2 separate regions of the Mus musculus genome follow, and region 2 is linked to region 1. The links are chromatin contacts, called in public promoter capture Hi-C maps. All regions are on one chromosome and are shown on one strand. The core of a region is the stretch at or near the end of the contact, and the rest is flanking DNA. Distances in the headings are between cores, read along the strand shown. Region 1 holds the start of Snhg16 (small nucleolar RNA host gene 16). Region 2 holds the start of 2810410L24Rik (RIKEN cDNA 2810410L24 gene).

Region 1 (7,603 bases), core at 1,403-3,902:
CCAACCGGGAATCTGAGTAACGAAGACAACACACCTCACTCTAACAGAAGCAATCTTACTGTGGACATTCTCAAAATAGGTCTTAAAAGTCGAGCCTCAGTAAACCATGACTCTTCAGAAAGTGTCATTTCAGACAGGGATAACTTAAATCATCCTCAGCTCAACCAGTGACAATCGCTTGTCTGTCACAAGAGAGCTACAAACCTAGCGAAGAAACGAAAAAATCCTGCTGAAACTTGCCTGCCACTTAGCACACCCCTCAGCCAGGGTACAGGACGGGTTGGCACTGATGGTCCACTGAGCTGCGCGTGCCAGCTCTTCTGCTCACAGGCACCCTTCCGAGTCAGGCCCAGAACCTGAGGCGCAGCCGTCACCTATCAGTAAGGAAACACACACAAGGTTAACTCTAAAAAACTCACATGGAGTCTTCCAGGCAAGCCCGGAAGGCTGAGTTTCAGGCATCCACACTCCACACAGAAAGGCCTCCAGACAGATAGCTTTATATCATCATGGACTCAGCTCCCACAGCAGGTCAGCCTTTGTGCACGAGAACTTTTTACAAGTTTTTAAAAAAGATTCAGCAAATGTTCTTAACCACTAAGCCATTTCTCTAATCACTCCTGTCCTCTTAAAGACAAGGTGACTCACAGGAAGGAAGCCAAGACAGAATTATGAGTTTGAACCCAACCCCTGTTCCACAACAAATGCAAGGCCAATCCAGGTTACAAGGGAAGACTCTGGAAAAAGGTCACTTCCAGCAGCATCTGCCTTACAGCTGAGCCAGAGTCTTTGGCAAGTCTTTGTAGACTATCAGTGAAATCCCTAAAATGGTACAGGTCACCCACTACAGCGACCCTACTGAAGGGCAGCCATTACCACACCTGCCACTAAGAGGTGACACTATACAAAGGAGTGTCTCCTTTCCCCACCCACATGTACAAAAGCATATGGCTGTCTGTTAAGACTGAGGATTAAAAAAACCTATCTCAGGAGGTGCTTAAACATAGCCAGTGCTCTGGTCTTGCTGTGAGAATGGTCATCAAACCGTTTCTCCATGCCTGCTCAAACCTCGAGGACTCTTAATTCCACTCCATACCCGTCTCATCCACTGACCTGGGTGGAAATGTGTGTATTTTAACACTTTTTACGTGTTCTGAGAGATATCCAGGTTTGGAAGCCAGTGATTCTGTGTTACAGAAGACAAGGCTCTGTGCTACTCCCAGGTAGCAGGCCCAAATCTTTACTTAACCCAATTTCTAGGCCAAAAAACAGCTTGGTGGCTAAAGGGGAAACCAAACTCACTCAAGTCAACCAGACACATAGATGCAGTGGCACACGCATATACAAAAGAAACAGAACCCACTCACTGAACGTCAGTTTACTTAGCAGTTGAGTGAGGAACAATTTTGTATTCACCAATGTTAAATGCAGCTTGTGAGAGTGCTGAGTAAGGAGGACCACGCCCTCCTCTGGACAATCAATCCCCAACAACCTCTAACCCCACCCCCACCCCAAACCTAACAACCAACCCTTCCCAGCTACCACAACCCCTGCGACTCTATGAAGCTCTTACCAGGCGCAGGCATCCTGAAGGCCCTTGTGCACCACCACGCCTTTCCATGATGCTTCCTGGAGACAACACCTCCGTCTGAAGGAGTAATAAAGAGATCCCACTTCATTCTAACAGAAGCAACCTTACTGTGGTCATTCTCAAAACAGACCTCAAAACGTCGAGCCTCAGTAAACCATGACTCTTCACAAAAGTGTCATTTCAGACAGGGATAACTTAAATCATCCTCAGCTCAACCAGCAAGAGGCCCCCCAAACCCCCCAGTGCCAACCCAACTCATTTTTGGAAATCCGGTTCTGGCAACCACGTTGAGTTGCAGAACGACACTCTATAGCCCCAAATTACACCGGCACAGACCCTCTTCTGGACTTGTTTGGAACCCTTACCGACACGGGCTGCAGAGGGCTCAACGCGCATTCTTCTGGCTGAACTTGAGAACTATGTCTGAGGCAGATGCCCACCATCTACCTATGCCTTCTGACGGGTGGACCACACCGAGCCCGTTGGCTTTCAGGGATCCAGCCATTACTTCTGAGACGGAACCTGCATCTTGTCTCCCGAGTGCCAAAAGGCAATGCCTTCGGGGAAGGAGAAGTTATGCCGCGTTAGAGCTAACGGCTTTCAGTTTTCAATCCCGTTCATGACAATCTGTAGTTAGCAGGAGTCACTCGTGTTCACTTAAGGCCACCACCCTCAATGGAGACCCCAGGGAAGACAGAGCTGAGCACATGGCTGGCTTTGGGTCACAGAGAGAAGACCGCTCCCCGCCCCAAGAGAAGGGAGATCGAAGACCAAAAAGGGCTTCATCCCGTCCGCATCAAACGTCTCGCAGTCTGGGGAGCATTTCCTTAGACAGCATCTCAGACCTCCTAAGGCCCACAATAGCAAAGGAAAGGGCTGATCGTCGACACGTCACCTCCGGAGAGAGCAAGCGTGTCGACGGTATGTGTAGGAAAAACCTCATCTTCCCTTTTCCACAACTTACCATCACCCAAAGCTTAGGCCTTTCAGGGAGAACACCACAGACCCGCGCGGCCATAACTTCCAAACACGCGGCAGAGGACCTCGGAAAGGACGAGATCGCGCTTGCGCGCAGTCTTCCCGTTTTCCCTCCCCTCCGCAAGTCTCGCCGGAACTCTCGCGATGTCGAGAATGGTTTGATGGGAAATGTAGTTCTAAATCTACCGTTGCCAAGAATGGGTCGTCTCACCTCACATTGAGTGAAGAGAAAGGGGTAAGATGGTGGCAGCCACCAGGGGCAGCAGAGGGTTCGGGGTAAGGAGCTTGGACTGTGAACTTCGGCGGTCCCCCGCTAAGTCTGGGGAGGTGGAGAATGTTCGAGGGTTCAGGGACCGTTGAGGAAACTGAGGCTCGTTAATTGTGCTGCAGATTTTTATCTGGGGTGGAGAAATGTCACTTGGCTTAGTTCCTTAGTGAAGTCCAGGGAGAGTCCCAGGGAATGGGCAGAAGCTTTTAAGATGGGGGCGAGAGCGGGTTCCGGCGGCAGGGGGCACTCGAGAGCTGCAGGGGCGACCGTCAGTAGCAGCAGCAGCAGCCCCAGGTATTCGCCTGCCTGTGGCACTGTTCTCACAGGGAAGATACAATGAAATCGGCGCTGAGGACTAGCCGGTATAAGTTGGAGATAAAAACCATTTTAATAGAGGGGTTTAGTGTGAGGATTAGGAGAAAGAGAAGCGCTCAAGAAGAATGCATACCCAGGGTGGGAACTGGCTCAAGGAGAGTTGCAATTGATTGTGTTAGCCATGTATAATTCTAGTAGCTCGTGAGTTACATCTTAAAAGGTTGCTAGGAGACACCCCCTCCCCACTTTCTTGCTATCTTGGTAAGTGAAATAAGTGTGCTGGCCCCAGAGAAGCGTTGGATGGAACTGTAGGCACAAGTCGCTAGGGGTTGCATGGGGGTGGGGGTGGTGTAATTGGTGAGGGTCGCTGAAAAATTGTAGTTTAATATCTGGGAAGGGCAAAAGGGCCTTCAGCAGTTGGTAATTATGCCAGAATTCTTGTTTCTCTGTTGGCAAGAGACTTGACAGGATTCCTGAATGAGGGACCCTCTTCCTCTATCGTGGGCGTGTTTTCCATGTCTTTCGATCCTGCCTCGTTCGTTTAGAGTATCATTTTGCATGGGGCATCTTGACTTCATTTTTAAATAGGACAAAATGGCAAGGCAGGGCCAGAACTTATACCTATTTACAAGCTAGTTTAAATTTACAAGATCTAGAGCCTTTTATTCACAACCCTCGCCCGGTCCTCCAGTCCTCCTCAAATGGAACTCTGTAGCATTTAGCCTGTATCATCTTTTTAATGTGGAAATCTGTTACTCACTCTTAATGACCATATCCGTGTATATTTCTCTCCTTTAATTTAATTGTGAGTCCTTTTGGGGGGAGGGAACTCTCTTAATATTTTTTTTATTCCCTCATAGTGCTGGGCTTAGTGTTGGGCTGTGTCTTTCTCACAGAATGTCCCAAGGAGATAATCAATAATGTATTCAGCAAGAACACAGGCCCTTGAATTTTCTATCTTACCCTTGAAGACAGACTATTTTGTTGAGTTCTGACAGGAAGGATGCATTTTCTCTCGGCACATTAAGTTCTTTCATGTGAGACTTGCAGGGGGAATTCTCAAGAATTTGCCCAAAGCCGCTTGTGAAACTCGTGGGCACGTGACCTTCGGCAGACAAGATAATAATGGTAGTTAGCACATGACGAATTGGATTCGCTAGGTGGCTGCTCACTGTCTCAGGTTCTTTAACCCTCGCTATCTATGAAGCCCTGGGACTATCCCATCTGGCAGATGAGAAGACACGTGTCAAGAGGGGAGGGGAGGGGCTGGTTAAAGCCTCAGTGGTGCCTGACTTGGTTTGATCTCAGCCCGCAGAGTTTATGCTTTTATCATTCGGTTGCTAATGCGCTGAGCGAGTTGACCTACTACATAAGAGCTTTTCTTCCAGGGGGACAAGTAGGGCGGAGGAGGATTTGTGTCTTTAAAAATTGACGTGTGGGTATGAACATGTATGCAGGTGCACATGTATGAGAGTAGGTGGGTGCATGTAGAGGTCAGACATCAACTTTGGGTGCCTTTCTCAGTCACTCTCCACTTTAGGTGTGAAGTCCAAGTCTCTCACTAACCCTAGAGCTTGTGGATTGGCCAGACAGACTGACCAGTGAGCTCCAGGGATCCCCTGTGTCTCCACTTTCCCAGAGCTCAGACAACAGACACTGTTCCCACCTTCTGCTGCTGCTCTGTTTACTTATGCAGTGTGTTGGCGTGGGGGTCGCCTGCGTGTACAGTCTGTGCACCACGTGTGTGCCTGGTGCCCACGGGGGCCAGAAGAGGGTGTCAGATTACCCCTGGGACTAGAGTCACAGTTGTAAGGTGCCATTTGGTTTCTGTGACTAGGACCTGAGCCCCGTAGAAGAGCAAACGCTCTCAGCCACTGAGCTATCTCTCTAGCCCCTCACCTGGCTTCTTAGTGAGCACCAGGGATCTGGCCTCGTGTCCCCTTCTTGGGCAGCAGGTGCTTTACCAATTGAGCGATGTCCCCAGCTGCATTTTTCTGTCTTTCCAGAGGTGGTTGGAGGCTAATAAAGTAACATTGACACAAGGATGCTGGCCACCTGCTTTGTTGGTTTGAGCCACGCGGTGGCAGAGTGGAGGAGGAGACTCTGTAGGAGCCTTTTGGTGTCTGGCTTTGGGATCTCCTGCTGTCTCAGGGCTCCAGGCTAATTGCCACTCAGTGTGCAGAGAGGCCACTATTCTGCCTGTAGGTCTCTGTGTGGGTTTCACACCTGGAAGGGCACACTTTCCCCTGCACAACTCAGTTATACGTCGTGGAACAGCCACAGACACACGGCCAGTAAGAGTACCACCAGCAGCTGGGCAGTGGCCGCCCAAGAGGCTGGAGCAAACTCCAAAGGCCTTGTGCCTGAGCAGGCCCGAGGTACGACTGTGTGTGTGGGCAGTCCAGAAATAACTGGAAAAGCCTCAAAGGCCGCATCAGAATCCCTGAATGAGCAGCCAAGGTCAGAGCTGCTCAGAATGAAGTGCTAATGCTACTGTGATCTCACTTGTGCCCCGTGCGGCTGAGATCCGGTGCAGCTGAGCCGTGTGTACAGTGGAATCCCATAACCATTCTACGAGATCTACAAGTGCAGACTACAGCTATCAGGTGAAGCACCACAGTCCAGCGCTAAGTGTGGGAAACAGGCAAGCTGGCTATCAACCCAAGGCTCAGAGTTAGTCAGCTGGCCTTGTGGGCAGGGGAAGTCACTGACAGGATTTGAGAAAGATGTGGTTTCTGAAACCCGTAGCAAGAAAGCAGTCTTTACAGTATTGATGCTCCCTTCTTAATTGCGAAGGGAATCTTGGACTTTATTAATAAGGTCATGAAGGAGGGTTGCTGATGCCTCCAAGACACTGGCTGCTTACACTCAGAGCATCTGCACCAGTGCTTTCACAGGAAGTGCATCTGTGTGCAGGCGCGTTGGAGGCCTTCCTGTAAACTGTTCCTCCTCCATCTTGTCTACAATACAATTCTGGCCAAGTTTGGGGAATTCTTCTTGCCTTTCCAAACAACAGCCTCTCTTCTGGCTCTGGGACATGGTAGAGACGCGATGCTTGGACTTGCCACGGCCGTCTGGAATCTGTGAGGCTCCCCTCAGAGCAAGAGCCAAATCCCTCTGAGGATGGGCTGGAAAGAAAAAAGGAGTCCTTGAGACTGCTGGTCAACTTCTGGAGAGAGTCAGCCCTGAGACCCTCGGCTTTCATCTCTCGTTGGTTTAAAGATACCCTTTCATGTGTACTATTTCGGTATGTGGGATACGCCTTAAACGTTTCAGTGAAATACCGAATGTGAGATGTAAGGAAGAAGTCTTATTGTTTAAGTTTCAAGCTGCGGGTTCTGTTGAGAGTTCTAGTTCTAGTTAGCCTAAATGATACCCACACTCCCCATTTCCTCACGAAGAATTCCCTGGAATCCAGGTGTGGTGGCGCTACCTTTAATTCCAGCACTATGAGGCCAGCCTGGTCTGGTCTACAGAGTGACCAGGACAGCCAGGGCTACACAAAGAAAGAAACCCTGTCTCGCCGGGCGGTGGTGGCGCATGCCTTTAATCCCAGCACTCGGGAGGCAGAGGCAGGCGGATTTCTGAGTTCGAGGCCAGCCTGGTCTCCAAAGTGAGTTCCAGGACAGCTAGGGCTATACAGAGAAACCCTGTCTCAAAAAACCAAAAAAAAAGAAAAAAGAAACCCTGTCTGGGGGGGGGGGGGAGGGAAGGGAGGGAGGGAGGGAGGGAGGGAGGGAGGGAGGGAGGGAGGGAGGATTCCCTGGAAGAAGCCAGGCATGGTAGCATAAACCTTTAATCTCAGCACTCACAAGGCAGAGGCAGGTGGATCTCTGTGAGTTTAAGGTCAGCCTGGAGTGAGTTCTAGGCTAGCCAGAACTTCACAATAAGTTTCTGTCTCCAACACACACTCACTCACACACACACACACACACACACAGGAAGAAAAGCTATGCCTTCAGCCACCTTATCTGCAAATCCATTTCCTCTAATAAAATTGCCACTTAAAACGGAGTTTTAGGGCTGGTGAGATGGCTCAGTGGGTAAGAGCACCCGACTGCTCTTCCGAAGGTCAGGAGTTCAAATCCCAGCAACCACATGGTGGCTCACAACCATCCGTAACGAGATCTGACTCCCTCTTCTGGAGTGTCTGAGGACAGCTACAGTGTACTTACATATAATAAATAAATAAATAAATAAATAAATCTTTAAAAAAAAAAAAAAAAAACGGAGTTTTAAAAATAAACAAGTTTGAAGACTATGCAGTATTGTCTGGACCTCATCTGTTGTTTCCTGGACTTGTCCCCCCCATTCCGGGAAATCCCTGCCTGCCTTCTTGATGTTGCGTAAACTTTGCTTGTTCCCTTTGCTTTGGCTTCCTTCCCCTCATCCTTGCCTCTGCTTGGCACATTCCAGCTCATCTTAAAACACCTCTCTGTGTGCTCTCGGCT
Region 2 (7,603 bases), core at 1,950-4,449, 3.5 Mb before region 1:
TTTTACCTGTGGAGCCAGCCATCTTGCCCAACCAGATCTATGTCCTTTTCCTGGACCAAGTTTTCTTCATCATTGTTCTCAAAACAATAATGACCACTTTTCCTACATATTTGGGGGATTTAAACAGTAGCCCTTTCAACCTGAGACTCCACAGTTCTAAGCAACCTTCGTTATACCTGGCCTCGATTTCTGCAGGTGGCAGGTGACAGGCTTCTCCGTTTCTCCTAGTTTGCTGCAGGGTAGCCAGGGAAAATGTCACTATTTCTACCTCCTTAGTTTCCCTGTCATCCACAACCCAGGGTTCCTTCTACCCAGGGCTCCTTCTGTCCACTTCTGTATTAGTCAGGACAGCCATTCCAGTCAGCTGTCACAACCATGCTGCTTAGAGAGCCTCAGAACATGGCTTACAGTGTCCCGAGGGACTGAGGTTTGCTCTGGGATGCTCTCTCCTCCTGAGACCAGATCCACCCCATTTATTCTCCCAATAGACTATCTCCTCATCCTGGCTCCTTGGCACCCAATATAATAAGGCTGACCTCGCTAGCACATTTCAAACTTTATCCACTTCACATCTGGTAACAATCCCATGTGCCAGAGGGAGCCATATTGCCAAACCCAAAGTCAGGAGGACGGGCAGGGCTCCTTACACTTGTAGTAAAGAAGTAGACATGAGCCGTTAATCCCTGCGCTCAGGAGGCAGAGGCAGGCGGATTTCTGAGCTCGAGGCCAGCCTGGTTTACAGAGTGAGTTCTAGGTCAGCCAGGGGTACACAGAGAAACCCTGTCTCGGAAAACAAAACAAAACAAAAACAAAAAAGAAGTAGATATGAAATCAAGAACTAGGCTCAGATACTTAAGATAAATTTAAACTAAATTAACTAAGTTTAATTGCCTGAACACACATTCTCTGGGAATAGACAGCACAAGCCAAGCCCAAGATTTCTTGTGAAAAGAATGGCCAGGGTCCTTCAACTTCTGCAGAGGTCAGAAGAGGACACCAGATTCTCCTGGGACTGGAGTTACAGACAGTTGTGAATCACAATGTAGCTACTGAGTCTTTATGAGCACTGACTGCTCTGCCAGAGGTCCTGAGTTCAATTCCCAGCAATGGGGTCTGATGCCCTCTTCTGGTGTGTCTGAAGAGAGCAATGGTGTACTCCTATACAATGTAACTACTGAGACTCAAACCCAGGTCCTCTGCAAGTGCTAGACAAGTGCTCTTAATCACCGAGCCAATTCTGCAGCCAGGGCCAGTGGTTCTAACTTGTGCTGCTCTGTACTGTTCAGTGCTCCCATCAGTGTTCCCATCCAGTAGTCCAGTCTCTATGCACTGGGCCTCCTGTGCTGCTGAGAACCTCAGTGGAGGCTCTAAGGCCAAGAGAACTCCTTCACATATGACTCTCCAGGGCATCTGCTTAGTTTCAGTCCACTGAGCACAGCCCAGGAAGAGATTGTCTCCACAGACTCCCACCCATCACCCTGACAGAGATCCCAGAATTCCACAGTTTCCTCTGAGAGGCTCTCCTTGGAGCCCTCCTGCCGGCCAGCAGTTTCCCTCCCATGCTCCCTCTTGCAGGAGCAGTGCCCTGACTTGTCTCCCAGGCACTCTTCTTGTTCTCTAGTTGTAATGGATTTTAAAACTTTTCTATCATTTCTAGGGCTTGAGGGTGGGAAGAGAGGCTATTAGGAATTATCTTGACCACTATCTTGATTCAATCCCTCTTGGTCTAAAAAAAAAAAATCAGTTTGTGTCCACCCTGGGGTGCTTAATCCCTGGGAGCTGAACTTCAAGGTCGATTTGATCACCACGTCTGTGGTTTGCAACCATAGCCGGACAAGTCCTAGATCCTGAGTGCTGCAACTTGCCCTTCAGTTAGCTACAGGCCCTCTCAGGATCCCTGGACTTCTGAAAAGAGGAATTTCAAAACAGAGCCATAAAGGTGGCTGAGTACTGCCTTCAGCAACAGGGAATTAGATGTTAGCTTCTGTGACAACCTCCTGGGAGATGCTGGGATTGATAGCGCTCAGGTGGAGCCCTGCAAATCCAGGGTTGTAATGTACCTCATTTACCTCCGGGGCTCATTTTACCATCGGCGGCACCAGATTACAGCCCCTACATCAGGTGGTTGTTTTCCTTTTCTTCTTGGTTTGCGGATTTCACTTGGAGCCAAGATGCAGAAAGGGAGAAAAGGTTGGGAAACACCTCCAGGTCTGAGACCAGGACAAGGCGGTGAACTCAAGAGGAGACACCTGCCTGCTCCTGTAGGTATGGCTTGGCTCTTGTTTGTCTCCTGCACTTGCTGCCCTGGCGTGGCTTGGGGCACACTTGAGATGTATCTTTCCCTGTCTGTCTGGGGCAAGCCAGCAACAGCTCTCTGGCCGTGGTCCACTTTAGCCTGAATATTTTTCAGCACTCGATATTTCTCCGCTCAGAAAGCAAATGAGTCGCTGCCCACTAAGGTGGTCCTGGGGCAGTGGCCCCCAATCCTGTAGTCCTTCCTGAGAGGGCCTATGCACCTCTGCCCCTGAACTCAGAGACGCCTTGAAAGCTGAACATCACATTATTACCACTCGATCTCAGAGAACCTTCCTGACTTCTGGGGATGTTGCACACCCTGAATTTCAAAGTTCAAGGCACTGCGTGTCCCGGGTGCAAGGGGCCATTCTAAAATCAAATCCCCTGGGGCTTCCTCTCCCTAGAGTCCAGATATGATTCCCTTACACTTCCTTCCGGATTTGGGGGCATCTTTCCAGATAGTGGAAAGGAATCCAAAATTTGTAATTCCACGGCGGAGCCAGCTCGAAGCTGCAGACACTCTCGGCCTCAGAGCCCAGATCCTGAAAAGCTTACCAGTTTACCGTATCTTCTCGGGGAAATAGACCCTCCTCTTCGGCCACACCTCCTGGATCATCTATTGGCCAACCTGAGCACCGCCCACGCGATGCCATTGGTTTGCACCGGCTGCCCAGACAAAGGGAGCGGCCGCTGCGGGAGGCGATGGGGCGGGGCTAGGCGGAGGCGCTGGGGCAGGCGGGGACGCTGCCCTCATGGAGGCGGGGCGGGGGCCTCCACGTGGGTGGGGCTGGGCGCCCTCCCCACCCCCACGAGGGCCGCGGCCGTGGGGCGCTGGTAGCTCTCCCGCCCCTCCGCCCTGCACCCCTCCCGCCCTAGGGCTCTTTCCTGGACTGCGGCTGCAGCCTTCTCTTCCCGGAGGGCTCAGAGTTCGTCCCCTTTTCGCGATTGGGAACGTGGACACGCCGGAGCCTGGATGCAGAAGGGCGCGCGGGAACAGGGAGCTGGTGCGCGAGCCGCAGCCCAGCGTCCAGGCCGCCCCACTCTCTGCTGATCCAAAGGACTAGGGAAACCCTGCGCGCCGACGGTGGCCTGGACGTTGGCGCGGGCCCTGGCGCTAAAAAACGGATCCCATTTCCAGAAAGGCGGGCCGGGTATCCCGCTCCTGCCTCCTGGAGAATTAGCTCGGCGGAGGTCGACCAGCCGGGTAGGGAGGGAGGGATGGAGGGACAGGCCTAGGGTCGACCAGCCGGATAGGGAGTAGCTTCTGGGAGCTCCCTTGCCTACGGAGGGCCGGTGAGGCTGCCCTCAGAGCGCCGCCAGGTACGTGCTTTTTCCTTGTTTCCCGCGCGCCCAGAGCACACTCTGGGGAGGGAAGGAATAAAAACCCAGCTGGTGTGTAGGAGATTTTCGCACCAAACGTGTCTTTCTGAGGGGTCCTGGGACGGTAGCCGAACTCGGGGTAGCCTCCTGAGCTGTATTCTGGAATCCCTACTGGGCTCTCCACCACCCGTAAGACGGGCTTGGAGCCAGTTCCTGTGGAAATGCGCGTCACTTTCTTCAGAGGCCCACGAAATTCATCCAGGACTCCATGGGTACTACAGCAAGATGGCTCTGTTTCGAAGTGGTTCATACAGTTATCCCCCAACCCGGAAACCTAGAATTCTCGTTTTCTGAACCGGGATGTTTACTTTAGGGAAACCTGGTCTTGGCTTCTGCTGCGCGCCGGGTGTCTAGGAACGAATCCCTCCTGGATCCGGGAACCCCAGATTTGCGGGGTTAGGAGATACCCTCAGAGTTGTGGTTTTTTGTTGGTGGTGGTTTGTTAAGAGCCTGGTAGCTGAACTGGAGCGGGCCCCGTCCCCTCCCCCATACCCACTTCAAACAAAAGAGCTCCTCCGAGAATATTTTTTAAGGGGAAAGCGCTTCTGAATGTGGACCCTCAGTTCTCCCCGCCCCCCGTTCCGAGGAAGGACAAGGGTTTTATATGTGTGTTTAAAACAAAGGCGAAGCTAGACGCGAGTTGCCGGGAAAGGGCCGCTTTTATTTTAAAGTTCTTGAAGAATTCACTTTCTTTTCTCCCAAGTTAGCTGCAGCTGAGCCAGAAGCGTCCCCACTGGCTTACCCGATAGTGGGATTTTACACGGTGTCGGCTAAGGGTGGCTTTGTGAGAAGACCATTTCAGAAGAAGAAACGGGGCTCTGGCTGGTGGGGTAGAAACCCCTATGGAATGAAAAGTACTCCCAGTCTCTTTGAGGAAGATTGCAAAGTAAGGTGGGTTGTTTTTCTTTTGTCCCATCCTTCCCACCCCTTAAATTAGAAGAAAAGGCCCCCAAGCGTGCAGCACCAGGTGGACGTTTGGAAGCTGCGAGTGGAATCTCGTTTAAAAACTTCCGGCCCCACGCACACCAAGTATCCATCTTCGTCGTAGTTGGGGTGAGGAAGAGTGTGACTTCCCTACCCAGAGTCTGGTTGAGCACGGATCCCGCCGAGGAGAGAAGGGTCCCGGCCGGGGGGAAGGTCCCTCTTTCTGGGACAAAGCGATCCTTAATTGTGGCCACCTTCCAAAGTCCGGGGCGAATTCGCTACGCGCGTCTGCCCGGGCGGCGCTTGGTGGGTAGTCCCGCTTCCACCAAAACTCTGTGTTTCCTTTCTCTCAAAATAAAACTCAACAAGCCATAAAGCTTCCGACGCCGGTGGAGAAGGCGCCGCGGATTTATGGCCCCTGAATTCCCTACTCTCTAATTATCCTTGTTTTTACTTGACTTATGGGTAGTGACCAATAAAATCATTTTCCATTTTGGATTTTTTTTTTCTCTCTGGCTAACATGAAAAATTCAAGTTGCGCCCTTCTCTCACCCGCTTGGACAAACCTTTTTTCTGAACGGGGTTGGGGATAAAAGAACCCTGCCTCCATCTTTCGCCTCTACTGAGGGCTGTCCTGTCTCCCAATTCCCCGATTAATTGCATTTAGGGGAGAGCTGCCTCCACCCCTTCTCCCTCCACTCTAGGGCCTTTCTGCGGATCTTTCCCTAGAAACCCCGCTGGGCTCCGGCTCTGAACAGCACCGGAGGACTGCAACGCCCACCCAGGCCCTGCTGCGGGTCTCCGGTGGCCTCAGCTCCTGTCGGGTAACCTCCCTAGGCCTCCCGGAACGCTCACCGGAGCTCGAGCCTTTGGACGTTCAGGGGGCTCCAACTTTATGTGGGGATCCCCGGACCGCCAGTGCCTGCCTCCCCACCCCCCACCCTCATCCCTTTGTTCGCCTCTCCGGACACCGAGTTGAAGGCAGGAAAAAAAAATAATTAGATGGAAATCAAAGATTAGACGGGGTGCGCTGGCCGCCAGGGCGAAGCCAGCCCAACACTCCGCCGGCGCCTCATAAATCTTTTTCGCAGGCCTGACAAAAGCCACGTCCTCCAGTTCCCTGGGAATCTAGAAACTTATCGATCTCCTCGACGTCCCCCAGACACCCCTCTTTGGGATCGAGGACGGAGAGTCCTTGGTGACCCCCCCCCCCACTTATGTCCAGCCCAGGACGTCCCAGCCCAATCCCGGAGTTAATTAATTTTCAGAAGTGGAAGAAGGTGTCAGAGGGAGAGATACCGACCTGGGCCCAACCCCCTCCCAGGAAGGGCAGCAAATATCCAAAACCCGTTTGTAAAACCAAAGAAATGTTAGGGTGCCACGTTTCCCTTGCTCCAGCTGCCTGGAAGGATGTATTCTGAGAAGGGTGAGGGGCAGCTTAACCCCTCCTTGGCGACTCCTTTGTCTGGTCCAGCCATTTCTGGAACCAGCGGGGCGCCTGGGACTGGGGTGTAGAAGCCAGGCTCCCAGGCGCTGGTCCCGCAGGTGTGACGCACGCTGCTGTTGTGGGTCCGAGCCACGGGTGTGTGCGGTCCACGTGCGATCCACCCGGGATTGCACCCGAGAGCCCTCCGCCGGAACAGTTGAGCACTTGCGGAGTCGTGGTGCTTTTAGAGTTTTTAAAAACTTGAATTAATTGGGGGAGTAGAGTGCTTTCCGACGCGAATGGAGGTGTCTTAAAAATTATATCCCATTGTTGAACCAGTTGTTTCCGATCTTAGGTATTAAAGAAATGTTGCCACATTTAATTTTGGTTGCCGTGAGATAGAGAGGGGAGCCCAACATTTTGCAGTAATTTGATAAGCCTTCAAGTAGCAGATCCGAAAGGGAGGCTGGCGGCCCAGGTATAGTTTCTTTATAACCTGAATTTACAATGAAAGCATTCTCCTTTATGGATATAATAGATTAGATTTCACAACTTAATTCTCTGCAATGGCTCCGTTTAAGGGAGCTCCGGCTGATTTTATTACGCCAAGCCAAATTGGATGCTTGTGGTCTTAACGAAAAGTGATTGTGACATAAAATATATAATTTTAAAGTAAAAAACCAACGGGTTCGACCCTGCCCCCTCCCCCCTCCCCCTTTCTCCTAACCCCTGCTCCTTATTCCCCAGTTTGGGAAATAGGGGAATCATGGGTGTTGGTTGGTTTCTGCCTGGAAGTTTAGGCGACCCGGGCCCGGGCGGTGGATTGGCGGCCTGGAGGGCCAGGCCAGACCCTCCCATCTGGTAGTCAAGAATATGAACACTCCCAACACAGTCCAGGGAATCTCCGGGTACTCTTCTGCCCATGCTGGTGACTTCAAAGCCTCCCCAGGCTGGCGTGGAGCGCCAAGGAAGCATGCTTTGAGCCGCAGCGCGCGCGCTGTCTCTCTCCAGTCTGCGTGGAGTGAAGCGTCTGTCCTCTCCTCCCAAGGCCACCACCAAGGCTCTGTAGGCGGCGGTGCCCAGGGCTGGCCCCGGACGGCTCCAAGTGCCGCACCCGAGCTGTATTCAGCAAGTGTGGTCGGTGGGGACTGGGCGGCGGACGGCGCGAGCAGCTCTCCAAGCCCAGCCATCCCGCCCCTGAGCGCCGGGAGCCCAGCCCTACAAGCCGCAGCCGACAAGGACAAGGGTCTTTGGGCTCCAGCCGACCTGGCCTGCCAGCGCCTGCGGCCCACTCTGCCGTCACTTCTCATTAAGGTCGGGCTATGTTCTCCTGACAGCGCCCCTCATTTCAGAGTGCTTTGTTGGAGACTGATTTAGCCCCCCAGAAGCTCGGGGCAGCCAGCAGCCCGAGTGAGGTCCGCTGATGGCCCCAGGCGACTGCGGGCCGCCCCAGACTCCCCGCTGAGACCTCTAGAGCTAGGTCTGGTTTGCTGGACTCTCTGGATGCAGAGGCAGCCTGGGTGCCTCCGGGTTCCCACAGGCCTCGACCCCCGCGCTCCAAGGACGCGTGCGTGCTGG

What was found. Promoter capture Hi-C pulls out the DNA fragments that hold promoters and counts their contacts.
Region 2: a promoter capture Hi-C map of pre-B cells shows a contact between it and region 1, with 2.4 times the contacts expected there. The contact joins the promoter of 2810410L24Rik here to the promoter of Snhg16 in region 1. A contact is called at or near these places in 2 of 39 promoter capture datasets (cranial neural crest and pre-B cells).

What each region holds. Positions count from the first base shown.
Region 1 is chr11:116,666,709-116,674,311 of GRCm38.p6, reverse strand. Snhg16 (small nucleolar RNA host gene 16) reads right to left here and starts at 2,652. Exons shown (of 5, transcript NR_027821.1): 1 at 2,556-2,652; 2 at 1,957-2,148; 3 at 1,574-1,648; 4 at 241-374; 5 at 1-12. Snord1c (small nucleolar RNA, C/D box 1C) reads right to left here and starts at 1,807; the gene lies at 1,730-1,807. Prcd (photoreceptor disc component) reads right to left here. Exons shown (of 5, transcript NM_001163318.1): 5 at 5,923-6,280. Snord1b (small nucleolar RNA, C/D box 1B) reads right to left here and starts at 165; the gene lies at 89-165.
Region 2 is chr11:120,185,452-120,193,054 of GRCm38.p6, reverse strand. It overlaps 2810410L24Rik (RIKEN cDNA 2810410L24 gene), which reads left to right and starts at 3,199. Exons shown (of 3, transcript NR_030682.1): 1 at 3,199-3,615; 2 at 4,379-4,566; 3 at 5,304-6,405. It also overlaps Gm9734.